Regions from separate parts of the Gossypium hirsutum genome. Here region 1 is linked to region 2. Evidence: chromatin contacts called from public Hi-C data. All regions are on one chromosome and are shown on one strand. Each heading gives the region's core, a stretch centred on a gene start, on an enhancer-like site or on the middle of the called end of the contact. The rest is flanking DNA. Distances are from core to core; before and after follow the strand shown. Region 1 holds the start of LOC107924644 (pentatricopeptide repeat-containing protein At5g48730, chloroplastic). Region 2 holds the start of LOC121209779.

Evidence for each region. A called contact is a pair of places that touch in the nucleus more often than the background predicts.
Region 1: a Hi-C map of leaf shows a contact between it and region 2, with 2.9 times the contacts expected there. The contact joins the promoter of LOC107924644 here to the promoter of LOC121209779 in region 2. A contact is called at or near these places in 3 of 34 Hi-C or Micro-C datasets (callus, hypocotyl and leaf).

What each region holds. Positions count from the first base shown.
Region 1 is chrA11:16,924,795-16,931,276 of Gossypium_hirsutum_v2.1, reverse strand. LOC107924644 (pentatricopeptide repeat-containing protein At5g48730, chloroplastic) reads left to right here and starts at 1,818. Exons shown (of 4, transcript XM_016855180.2): 1 at 1,818-2,431; 2 at 2,649-3,055; 3 at 3,189-3,920; 4 at 4,342-4,633. The coding sequence starts at 2,012. The coding sequence ends at 4,348. It overlaps LOC107922906 (a long non-coding RNA gene), which reads left to right. Exons shown (of 4, transcript XR_001691459.2): 4 at 1-788.
Region 2 is chrA11:16,700,352-16,706,817 of Gossypium_hirsutum_v2.1, reverse strand. LOC121209779 reads right to left here and starts at 2,510. Exons shown (of 3, transcript XM_041081222.1): 1 at 1,780-2,510; 2 at 1,610-1,688; 3 at 1-1,522. The coding sequence starts at 2,327. The coding sequence ends at 803.

The DNA.
Region 1 (6,482 bases), core at 569-3,068, 230 kb before region 2:
ATGTGGAAAATCATTTGAGGATTGTAAAAAACCAGTGGCAGATTATATGCACAATCCGGGGTGAAAGTGGTTTTGGATGGGATAATAACATGAAAATGATCATATGTGATAGAGCGACATATGATGCAGCAGTGATGGTAATATATGTTTATATATGTTAAGTATATTTCAATTGTTTTTTACTTGTTATTTTAATTGTGTATAATATCCAACATGTGGCACACAAGAAGTATGAACCATTTTTGAATAAAATCATTGATCATTACGATGAAATGACTTTGGTTGTTGGCAAAGATATGGCAACAGGGAGATTTGCCCGAACATTTGCTGATATAGATTTGGATGATAGTAACCAAGATTTAGTGCCTATAGACTGCAACAATGAAGAGACTGAAGAGGTAAGAACAAAAGTATCTTCATCTGGTACATCCAAATGTACAAGAAAAAATGCTCAAGAAAGTGCCGTTGATGATCAAATTAAATTTGTGGGTGAACAACTTGGCAAAATTGCTAATGCTTTGGAACAATTTACTGCGGGTAAGACACCACATCTTTACGAAGAAGTGATGTCGATGGAGGTAGAAGGATTTGATGATGACTTCATGTGTTCTGTGTTTGATTATCTAGTGAGTCATGAATCCGAGGCCAAAGTTTTTTTTAGGTAAAAGTAAGAAGCATAGAAAAATTTGGCTTCAAAAAATTTCTCAAGGTTGAAAATATTGATACTTTTAATGTGGTGTAAATTAGTTATGCACTTGGACAATGTTGTTGTTATTATGTGGTGCACTACTAATTATGTATTTGGATAATATTATTAATTTTTAGTATAAATTATAGTTTGGAAGCTAATTTATAATTATTCAATCCTTGTTTTTTATTTTTTATAACATAATTATAAATAATTTATTTGACTTTGGTTGTTTTCAATTTATGACGATTAATATTCTAGCTTAATAATTGAGTATTATTATATATTTAATTTGATTTATTTATTTATAAATAAATCATTGCAAAATATGTAAAAACAATTTAAAATATAAATTTATTAATATATATAAATTTATTAATATATGTAAAAACAGCTTTTTCGAAAAATATTTTCAAGAAATCTGCCAAACAACGAAAAATATTTTACACAGATTCATCCAAACACCAGAAAAGTAAATCATTTCCAAAAAAGTAAATTATTTTCCAGAAATTATTTTTCGAAAAACGTTTTACTGGCAAACAAACGGAGCTTAACATGCTTTTGATATAAGGCGGAAGTTTTGTCACAATTTTGCAAAGAACAGTGGACAAGCTGGTAAGATTAATACTCCCAAATCCTTAGTAAATAGTAAACTTGACCATGAGTGAGGTTAGTGCTCACCCAAAAAATAAGATAATTTGAGCAAAAATATAGGCTAAGAAAAAGGGTTTGAACAAAAAAAGAGAAAACCTATTTAGAAAATAGGCCATGCTTCGAATAAACTTTCATTAGTCTGAGCCGAGCCCAGCCCAGATATCTTTCACGAAAGTATCAATACCGTTTTAAGACTCAATGTTTTAAAAATTAAAGAAATATTTCTTGAGTATCAATATCCTCCTCATTGTATCGATACCTCGTAGCAAGTATTAATACTATAAGCTTTAATACAAGTCGGGTCGGTTTGAAATCGAGTTTAACATATATAATTTGGGTTGAGCTTGGAAAAAAATTAGACCTATTTTTTGAGATGAGTTCAAATCTATTAATCGAGCCTAAAATTTTATTAAAGCTCAACTCAAACCCGACTAGATAGATAGAAAACTATTGTAAAGATATAGGTATATATAATTAAATAGTTTGAATACAGATTTAAAGGTCTAACACTACTTGTAAAGCGGGGATTTCGACAACACTTAATATTAGGGGAAACCCAAACAATCCAAAATAGAATACAATAACCAAAGCCCAACAGTGAAAATATCTGAAAATTTACCTTACCAACTCCACTTATATTTCTGGTGCTCAATTTCTCTGCAAATCTAAATGGCCTCTCTCTGCAGTCACCCCCACACATTTCTACCCGCTGTCAATCGGCCACCGTCGCCTAGCCTTAAGCCCCTCCGGGTTTCGCCCGTATCCGCTTCCAAATCCGAAACATCTGCTCCAAACGAAGACGAAGAAGAGGAAACGAGGAGCTTAACGGTGAGTGAGAGAGGAAGAGAAAAGGGAAGACTTGTAATTGCCGAGGAATTGAAGCAGAGAGAGACGAGAGGGAGGAGAGAAGAAGTGAACAGGAAGATAGCTTCAAGGAAGGCTATTTCCGTCATTATGCGAAGAGAGGCCACCAAGGCTTTTATCGAAAAAAAGAGAGGACCCAACAATTCCAAGAAGTTGCTTCCGAGGACTGTTCTTGAAGCCCTTCACGAGAGAATCACTGCTTTGCGTTGGGAATCTGCTCTTAAGGTCTGGTTGAAATCTTGAGTTTTCCTTTTGCTTTTCAAATTTTGCTTAACCACTTCTGTAAACAAGTTAAAGTGGAAGAGATACTGAAATTTTTATCTTAAAAATCTAACAGTGCTCTCTATTCCTTTTCATTGTTGCTTTGAGAAACAAGTTTAGCTTCCTATATCACGCACATATTCTAATGATAATACCAAGGTCATCACATTTCTTTTTTCAGGTTTTTGAGTTACTACGGGAGCAGCTTTGGTATAGACCCAACGCTGCTATATACATCAAGCTTATTGTTTTGCTTGGGAAATGCAAGCAGCCTGATAAAGCCTATGAGCTCTTTCAGGCTATGAGCGATGAAGGTTGTGTTATGAACCATGAAGCCTACACTGCTCTCTTGTCTGCCTACAGTCGTAGCGGTCTCTTTGATAAAGCATTTTCCCTTTTAGAGGAGATGAAAGACACTCCTATTTGTCACCCTGATGTGCAGACCTACTCCATCCTCATCAAATCATGCCTGCAGGTTTTTGCCTTTGATAAAGTACGCGCCTTGCTTTCCGACATGGCAAGTCGGGGAATCAGGCCCAACACAGTTACATACAACACCCTTATCGATGCCTACGGCAAAGCAAAAATGTATCTTGTTAATCCTTCTCTATGATTTCAGGAATATGCTCTGTCTGGCTGCCAAATTATATGCACTATAGTCTATAACAAAATTTCAAGTCCACTTACACGAAAGTAACTCATTCTTTTGGTTTACTGAAAGGTTTCAAGAGATGGAAATGACACTCGTGGAGATGCTTAGAGGGAAGGATTGTGAACCAGATGTTTGGACCATGAACTCCACAATTAGAGCCTTTGGCAGCAGTGGGCAAATTGAAACCATGGAGAAGTGTTACGAGAAGTTTCAGAGTGCTGGTATCCAGCCCAATATTAAGACATTCAACATTCTGCTAGATTCTTATGGAAAAACTGGAAACTACGAGAAGATGAGTGCTGTAATGGAATATATGCAAAAATACCATTACTCGTGGACGATTGTTACCTACAATGTAGTGATAGATGCCTTTGGAAGGGCTGGTGATTTGAAACAGGTGGAGTATTTGTTTAGGCTAATGCGGTCAGAAAGAATCAAGCCTAGTTGTGTCACACTTTGCTCTCTTGTAAGGGCTTATGGTCAAGCTGGGAAAGCTGAAAAAATCGCTGGTGTTTTGCGGATCATTGAGAATTCGGATGTAACATTGGACATTGTGTTCTTCAACTGTCTAGTGGATGCTTACGGTAGGATGGGATGCTTTGCAGAGATGAAGGGGGTGCTTGAAATGATGAAGCAAAAAGGATATAAACCTGATAAGATCACATATAGAACCATGATTAAGGCTTACTCTATCAGTGGTATGACTAGCCATGCAAAGGAGCTTCGCAATCTTGTTGAGTCAGCGGCAGGGTCATCTTTGGGGATGCCAAAGCCTGATTTCCGACAACCAGAATATTACAGGTCATATTACTGAGATCTAATGTATATTTTCATTTTTTTTCCCCTTATGTTGTAAATGTACATCAGCAGCATGAGTAAAATGAAATACAGATCACCACTTCTGTATAATTTTGCATCATTTAATTCTGCTTTGTAATTTAATAGCTCTATGGGTGCTGTTATTGTTGAGAAAATTAAACATTCATTGAACCAGAGGTGACATCCTTCAATTTAAATCCCAACATCTCAACATCCGAACTCTTTTCTTTTCTTTTTTTATCCCAACTCCATGACGTTCCTTTTGTTAGAAAAAAGAAACCCTTTCAACTTTAAAGTTCCCTCCTATGGCAAACCGTTGAATGCAGTATGGAAACAGTTGGTTAATATCTATACTCTTTCAACTTTATGTACTATTCTTGATTGTTACTCTTCATCGGTGAAGGTTGTAATCTCACTCTGCTTTGCTAACTCTGCCTTTTGCTTTTCGAACTCGGAGAGGAACTACTTGGCTGCTGTTCATCCCTGATGCTGATGATATTACTTGATGGAGCCACTTTCTCATTGTTGCCATCCTGCTTTCGGTTGATCCTGCCATCGTTGGCTGATTATGAGATGGATCTTCATAAAGGTGGCCAGAAGCAACTTTTGTCATAGTAAAAGACATACATAGTGAAATTCAACATTCTATGATTAATGTAAAACAAAAGTAGTAATTGTGATTTAGAAATTCCTAACGAGTTGGTTTCCACTTCTATATATTGTTTGGCCATACCAATGTCTGGGGTGCTCCCATGGATGGCTCTGGAAAAGATATCGGGACCTCAATCATTTGTTGCAAAGGCTGAACTCCCCTTTCTCTTGGATCCCAATCCGAGCTCGGATATGAAGTTAGCTCTTTTGTGAGAGTTAAATATCGGTGCTATGGGGTTAGACTTGGGGATCAACTGTGCTATGAGGTTAGACTTGGGGATCAACTTTTTATTAGAATTTTTTTTTGTTTGAAAACGATTTTTTTGTACTAACTGAAAATAAAAATTTTGAAAATTGAGTTGATTTATTTTGAAAATTGAGTTGATTTGTGATATTTATAGCAATAAACCATTTATTGAAATTTTACCTGTATTTTTTGCTAGATAGATCCTTTATCGTTCCTGGCTTTCAATCGAATGTCCTTCTCTATTATTCTTATACCACAAGTTGCTTCGAGTGTGGGCTCGAACGATTCGAATCAAACACAAAAGTAGAAATAATTTTCTTTACTTCTATGAAAATGAAAAACTCTTATCAATAAAAATCGACATAATTGTTATTCCAAAAAATATATTTAATACTCAAAGAATACATTCTCACTATTTTCGGGCAGAGTAACAATATATTAAAGTTGTGTATTTTTTCATCTATTTATAGGGAGAAGAAGTAAAATCTTGTTGAATTGTAGAAGTCTATTTCAAATAGAAAAACAAACGCCTAGTCTAACTAGAGGTATAGGGGGCAACAACCCTGGTTAAACATACTAGGATTTGTCGTCACTCTTTTAAACATGAAGGGTTTTTGGGCTTCTCACATATCGGGTTTAATTACAAGTAATTCTTGAACTTTTAGCTCAGTACTTTATAATTTGATTTAACTCAATATTTGTTTTTCTATTTCCCAAAATAAACATTTTACCTATTAAATAATTTTCTCAATTCAATTCTAATTTCGTTAAAATCATAACAACTTTATCGTGAAAGAATCTATGAGAAAATATATTTAATATTTTTACATTTAACGAATTTACTATGATCAAATGATTTATTTTTATTTTTGAACTTTATTTAATTCGAAAAATATAAATTCATTTCCAGGTTATTTTCATTTTCATTTTGGAGAAAACTACATTCATTTTCAAATGATTTCATTTCTCCATTTTCATTTTTATTTTGGAGAAAATCACATTCATTTTCAAATGTTTCTCATTTATCCATTTTCACAATTTCTATCCATTTTTGTTCATTTCATTTAACATGCAATTCATTTCTGGTTTTAATGAGCTAGTGAAGGGACCGATTGGATATATGCGATTAGGGCTCAAATGGTTTATAATTAAGTTTAAGCTTTTCGCCTATTAATTATAAACTCATTTAGTCACGAAGTTATTCCACTATAGTATTGCGATTGAGCTCTCCCCAACGACATACCATTACGAAAGTAACTCGATCAATACTCATCCAATGGCCTTGTTATAAGTGTGTTACCCTCATAGGATACCTTCATCTCTTTGGGATAAATCCATTCTCCCAATATGATCCAATTTTATCTCATGGTAACCATTACATCTTCCTTTATGAAAAGTCAATTACTATTAAATAGTAATCAAATCATTCATCACAAAAGACGAATGACTCGTGACCACATTTACTTTTCATCAATCATGTAATGCTAATGAGAGAATATAATTTACCCATGTCTCGGGATATATGTAACACCTTATACCCGATCCAATCACTGAGTTCGGGTACATGATGATACAATGACCCAAAAAACTTAATGTTATTTATAATTCTACATTCATTGCATACTTGAACAACTTAAAATTCAAAA
Region 2 (6,466 bases), core at 1,261-3,760:
ATATGAATCTGGATTCTTTTATCATTGGAAAAAGTAAACTTCCATCTCCAATCTCAACATCTTTCTAACTCTTTTCCTTATCCAAACTGCAACCTGTTTTGTATAAAAGAAAAAAAGAGGTTCGCTTTCAACTTGAAAAATGTATTTTCTATCCTATTCTATTCTTGACTGCTACTCTTTCTTCATCTATGAAGGTTGTAATCTCACACTCTGGTTTGCTATTACTCTGTCTTTTCTTGTCCAGGTCGGGTAGGAACATACGTCGGAGGAGTTTCCTTGTTGGGACTTTCTGGTTTTCTGTCATTACTTGGCTGCTGTTCAGCGCTGATGCTGGTGACAGTACCTGTTGATGAAGCTCCTTTCTCATAGTTGCCATCCCTACTTTCGGTTGATCCCACCGTATTCCGCTCATTATGAGATGGATCTTCAAAAAGGTGCTAAAAAGCAACTTTTGTCAACGTGGTGAAAGACATAACAAAGTGAAAACCGACATTCTATGGTTAGCCATTGTTTGGACATACCAATGCCTGGGGTGCTCCCATGGATACCTGTGGAATATACATCTGGGACTGGGACCTCAGGCTGAACTTCCCATTCAATTGGAACCCAATCCGAGCTCACATTTGAACTTTGCTCGTCTGTGAGAATAAGCATTGGGGCCATAGTGTTAGACGTGAAGACCAACTTTTATGTTGCATTAGCTAAAGAAATTATGAGTTATTGGCTCAAACCAGCAGGGGCAAAGTCTTGAGTATTGTCTTCAAAGTCTCGAGATGTAGTACCCGGTAGTGCTAAACTTGATTCAGGCCCCGTTTGAAATAGGTTCACAATATATTGAATAGTTGATATGACAGTTCCATATAGAAGATGAAGAGAAATTTCTTAACTGACCATCATCAATGAAAGTTATCTGATCATTGGCAATTGCTGAATTGAGATCTGCAAATGATGTAAGACCTTGTTCTGATGGTTGTCCTTCTATCAATCCTTGTATCGGATGTGGTTTGGGAAGTGAACTGAAAGGATGATCTGGTGAAGCGAAATCAAAATCCAAATTGTAGTCGAAATCGGAGTAGTAATCATAGGCGGAGGGTTCAGTAATCCAGAGCCGATTGTTATTTGCTATTGCTGAACCCAAATTTGAAGATGATGGTTCTCCCCCTATCACCCCTGGCATTGGACATGGTCTGGAAGATGAACTATACAGATGGCATGTCAAACCGAAGTCGAAACCAGCCTGCAAGCTAGTCGACTGCCTATTGGTATTCACTGATGCTGGATTTCTATATGGAGCTGTTGCTTGTATTCGTTGTGATGATGGTTGTCCTTCTAGTAACCCTTGCATTAGATGTCCTCTTGCAAATGAAGTTGAAGAAGTTTGTAAATACTCACCAGGAGGGGAATCAAAGAACCAGGATTCTAAGTCATACAACCATTTCATATACATTTTATATACGACCCCAGCACTTAAATTTGCAGCAAGTGCAGCGCACAATTCTTGCATTTTTCGTTCCCGAACAACCTGCAATATTGCACATTGCAATAAAAGTCATTTAAACAGCTGAAAGAACCAAGAGCTGCTTGCAGTTCTAAAATTGTTTCATCTTACCTTACGTATGCCACCTCGACAAGTAACTTGGACGAAAATCGGATGCAAGTTGAGTTCCTTTCCCTGGAATATAGGAACTCTGCGATTTGCACAGAGAAAAAAAATCTTAAAATCAAGAACATATTTAAATAATAACAATAGGGTGAAATAAGAAACAGAAAAAGGCTTACGGGAGAGGTTTGTTTTTTATAATAGATACAAGGTCCAGCATGATACGGAAGAAACGTGGATCTTTCAGTGCAAGTTTATATTGATCATAAATACTGTATACCGGTAAATCTGTGCTGTAGGGATGATTCATTATTTCAAGAAATTGGCTTCGGAAGATAGTTGAAGAGAGAGGTGGCAAAACCTCTGGTTGTGGATTTTGGGAAACTGAAGATTTGATTGAAGCCAAAAAGCAGTGATTGCAGGAAGGGCATAGAAAATCAGTGTTGATGCAAATCATAGGAGAGTCCATCTCCTTCTTGCATATAGTGCAAGCAGTCTTAAATGACAGTCGGTTTGCCAAAGAGGGGGCACCAAGAAAGGTTGTTCCATAACGATAATTCTTACTCCAAGAATTGGACGTACTGTTATAATCTGTTGGTAGAGTAGACGTTGAAAAGTAAGATGCTTCAGGTTGCTTCCTTTTGCGTGGGCGACCTCGACATCGACCTCGACCTTGGCCTCGGACTCTGATTCGTTTATCATCTTCACCTTGATCATTGTCAGCCATTGGTCCTTGTAATCTTATGTCCAATAAACCAAGCAAATAAGAAAAACCCAGAAACTATTGCTTATTCAAGAAACTTAGTTGATTTAGAACTAGAGAAGGAAAAAGATCAAACAAAGAACATCGGGAATCGCCAGGAGAAACGTGAGGAGTCTCTTAATTCTCTTGATTTCTAAGCGACCAGCAAAGCTGAAAGAGAAACTTCCCTATTTATATTAGAAACAAGGAAAGGAATCCACCCAGATGAAGAACTGCTGACAAGCTAGGAAACAGGCCTATACACGAGTTTATTGAGAACAAATGGACGACTTGAAGAGAGTCCAATTGGGCTTTTTACTCTTGATTTTGTTAAGACTTATTTATTGTCGCACTATTCCGTCAAGACTTAATTTCTCGCACATACGATTACAAATGGTTTCCCATTAAAATATATAGCACGCACAAAAAAAAAAACCTAATATTAACGGCATATGTAGTGTACTAGAATTAAATAGGGCTGTCATAAAATAAAATTATAATGAAAAAAATTTTACATTATTTTGATTTGCTATAATGAAATAAAATTATAATTATTATTTGATTGAATGAAATGATATTATAATAACATAAGAAAAAAACTAAAAAGATAAGATTACTCTTAGCAGAATTTTTTTAGATAGATATTATTATTATTATTATTAAATGAAATTTAATAAAAATAATATATTCATATTATAATATAATGATTATTAAATATAATTTAATAAAAATAATCATTAATAATTTAATAACATTCTTAATATAATTATTATTAAAATACGAATTAATAAAAATAAAATATATAATATTAAAAAAATAATATATAGCTTACTTTATTATTTTTAAATTGTATATTTAATGCGCTAGAATATCATTAGTAAAACCAATAATTTAATTATCTTCTAAATTAAAAAACAAAATATTATAAGTAATAAATAGCTTAAGAATTATATTTTACATTGAAATATAATGTTCATACATTAATAAAAAATTACATGATGCCATTAGCTTGTATTAAATATGGAAATGTTTCGTATTAAGGTCTTATTTAATATTGCTATTGGTATAATTCTTTAGATTAAAAGATGCATATCACCATAAACAAAATGCTATGTTGATTAAAATTTTACAAATGCATCTTCAAAGCATGTAATATGTGATTCCTAATTAAGTTATTTCGACAATCGTCTTAATTGTTGAAGTTGAATTGTTGTTCTGCCAATACGAGTATATCGAACTTAACCAATATAGATCAGAAGACTAAATCCTTAATAGTAGCATTAAAGTTGTTTGTTGCATTTTTAAGTTGAATTGGGCAAAACAGCCTTTTTGAGGTTCCTATATAAGAATATATTAAATTACTACAATTATCAAACATAATAATATTCAATACCAATAAAACTATAGGCCTTTTAAGGACATCTTAGTCTATCATAAACCTATATTTTTACAGGCTTTCAAGACATGTTTGCATAAGTAAAAAGCCTGCTTTTTTTTAAAGCTCATGATTAGAATGTTTTGATAAATATACCATAGATTTTTTTTTCTTTTGTGACTTTAGTGGCATCTCTACACTCACATCCACTTCATTAAAAGCGCTGTAAAATTGACAAATTCAAAACTAAAGATCATTCAACAGTCCAGCAATTACATACTTAGGATCCGTCAATAAAATATTTTTCAGAAAATAATTTTTAGAAAATAATTTACTTTTTTAGAAATAATTTACTTTTTGGATATTTGGATGAATCTGTGTAAAATATTTTTTATTATTTGGCAGATTTCCTGAAAATATTTCATAAAAATTGTTTTAAATGAAACAAATATATATTTAAGAATTTATTATCTTTTCTTTGTTTAATTGAATTTATTATATATATTAATAAATTTATATTTTAATTTATTTTTACATATATTGTAATGATTTATTTATAAATAAATCAAATCAAATCAAATATATAATAATACTTAATTATTAAGCTAGAATATTAACGTCATAAATTGAAAACAACCAAAGCAAATAAATTATTTCTAATTGTGCTATAAAAAAATAAAAAACAAAGATTGAATAATTATAAATTATCTTCTAAATCACAATTAATACTAGAAATTAATAATATTATTGAAATGCATAAATAGTAGTACACCACATTATAATAACAACACTGTCCAAGTGCATTAGTGTTAATGCTTAGAAATTACAGTAGTAGCTGGGAACAAAGACCATGAAATTAGTATAATTAATATATTTGTTCCATATTTTCTGAAATGACTTAAAAGTTTTTTGTCTCACTGTGAAAGGAGAAATTACATCATAGCACACTTGTTCACACTAGCCATCCCTTTAGGATGTTCACTATCATTTCCTCTTAATTCAGTGTATATATGGGACATATATTAATTGCCAAATGAATCAACAAACTCATTACACTTACTAACATTGACATTCAAGAAATCTGCTGTAATCAAATTAAAATAGAGTAAAATAAAATTTAAAAAAGACAAAAGGTAATTTAACAAACAGACTAAACAAAAAACATTGATTTCAGCAGATGTGAACCTTGCTCACACCTCGTTTTGCAGTTAGCCAAAATCTTTAACAGCTCGCAATTCGGGTTGAGTTTGCATCTTTGATGAGCTCGCAACTTTGAATAAGCTCATAACTGCGGATGAAGTTACAAAATTGAATGAGTTCGTAAGTACACGATCTGATTTCGTCATTTTATGAATGGCCACTTCATAATATTGATATTTCAGAAATCTAATGGTGAATATAGAATCAAATTAAAATAGATAATGCATATCATGTTAACGCATAATTAAAAAAGTAAAATAAAACATAAATGAAAAAATAATATTCTATAATTGAAATAATATAATAAATGAACAGCTGGAAGGAAAGGTCTTTTCTGAATAAGTAAAATAAGTTTTTTTAAAGACTCGAGAAAGACCACATGAAATTGGAGAATATAAATATAGGCCAATGAATCAACTTTCGCATAGCATCTCTAAAGCCTACAACTCTTTAACTTATAGCAAATTTCCAATTCTGTTTTCCTTAAACATTGCCTCCTTTCATAGCTTGTTCCTTACTAGATTCTAAAAATGGGAAAGTTTATATGGTTATGTCAAATTCATAGTCTCCTCTTTGTGTTGTTCTTTCTTTATGTACTTGATTGTTCTCTGAGTTTGTCTTCCTTATCTCTTAATCAAACTCCTTCATGTATACCAGAGGACACTTCAGCCTTGCTCCAATTCAAGAACAATATGTCCAATTCAAGAAAATTTTTGAAGATTTAAACTAGAACTAGATCCAATATAAATACTAAAATGCACATCAATGACCAGATATGGCTAAGAAGTTATAAATGCAACAATATCATGTGTGAGACTGGTAATATATTATACAAGTCGAAAAACATAAAATGGACAAGATAAAATGTACTTTAATCGAAATAAAATAAAGAAAAGGAACTCTTTCCTCTATTTTTCCTTAGACTTACATCCAGATGCAAGGTATCCAATGTAACACCCCTCACCCGTATCCAATGCCGGAACAGGGTTCAAGGTGCTACCTGAATTAAACAATAATAAACGAACAAAACCGAGTCATAAATCTATATTTCAATTTAACATTTGTCAAATTTCATCTTTAAGTCCCTAATATGGACCTACGAGGCCCAAAATATGCTTAGGAAGTGAATTGGGACTAAACCGAGAACTTCGAAAACTTTTCCTTGAAAATAGGGGCACACGCCCGTGTGGCCTGGGACATGCACGTGTGGCCTGCCCGTGGGGCTTCCCCATGGCCTTGGGGTCAGCCCGTGGGCAAATCTGACTTGCTCACACGACCGTGGGACTAGCCTGTGGGCAATACTGACTTCGCCACACAGCCTAGGCACACGCCCATGTGACTTGGCCGTGTGAAAATCTTACTTTTCACCATTTTTAAGCTATTTTCACATATCAAACACACATAGTTCATGCCCAAAACATTGGCTTATAAATCTTGATCAAATAACATTCATTTATCCAATTTCCTGTACTTAATCACAATTATACACTAATAGAACCCAACCAATCAATTATTTCAATCCAAAATATGTATATTTCATTTTCAAACA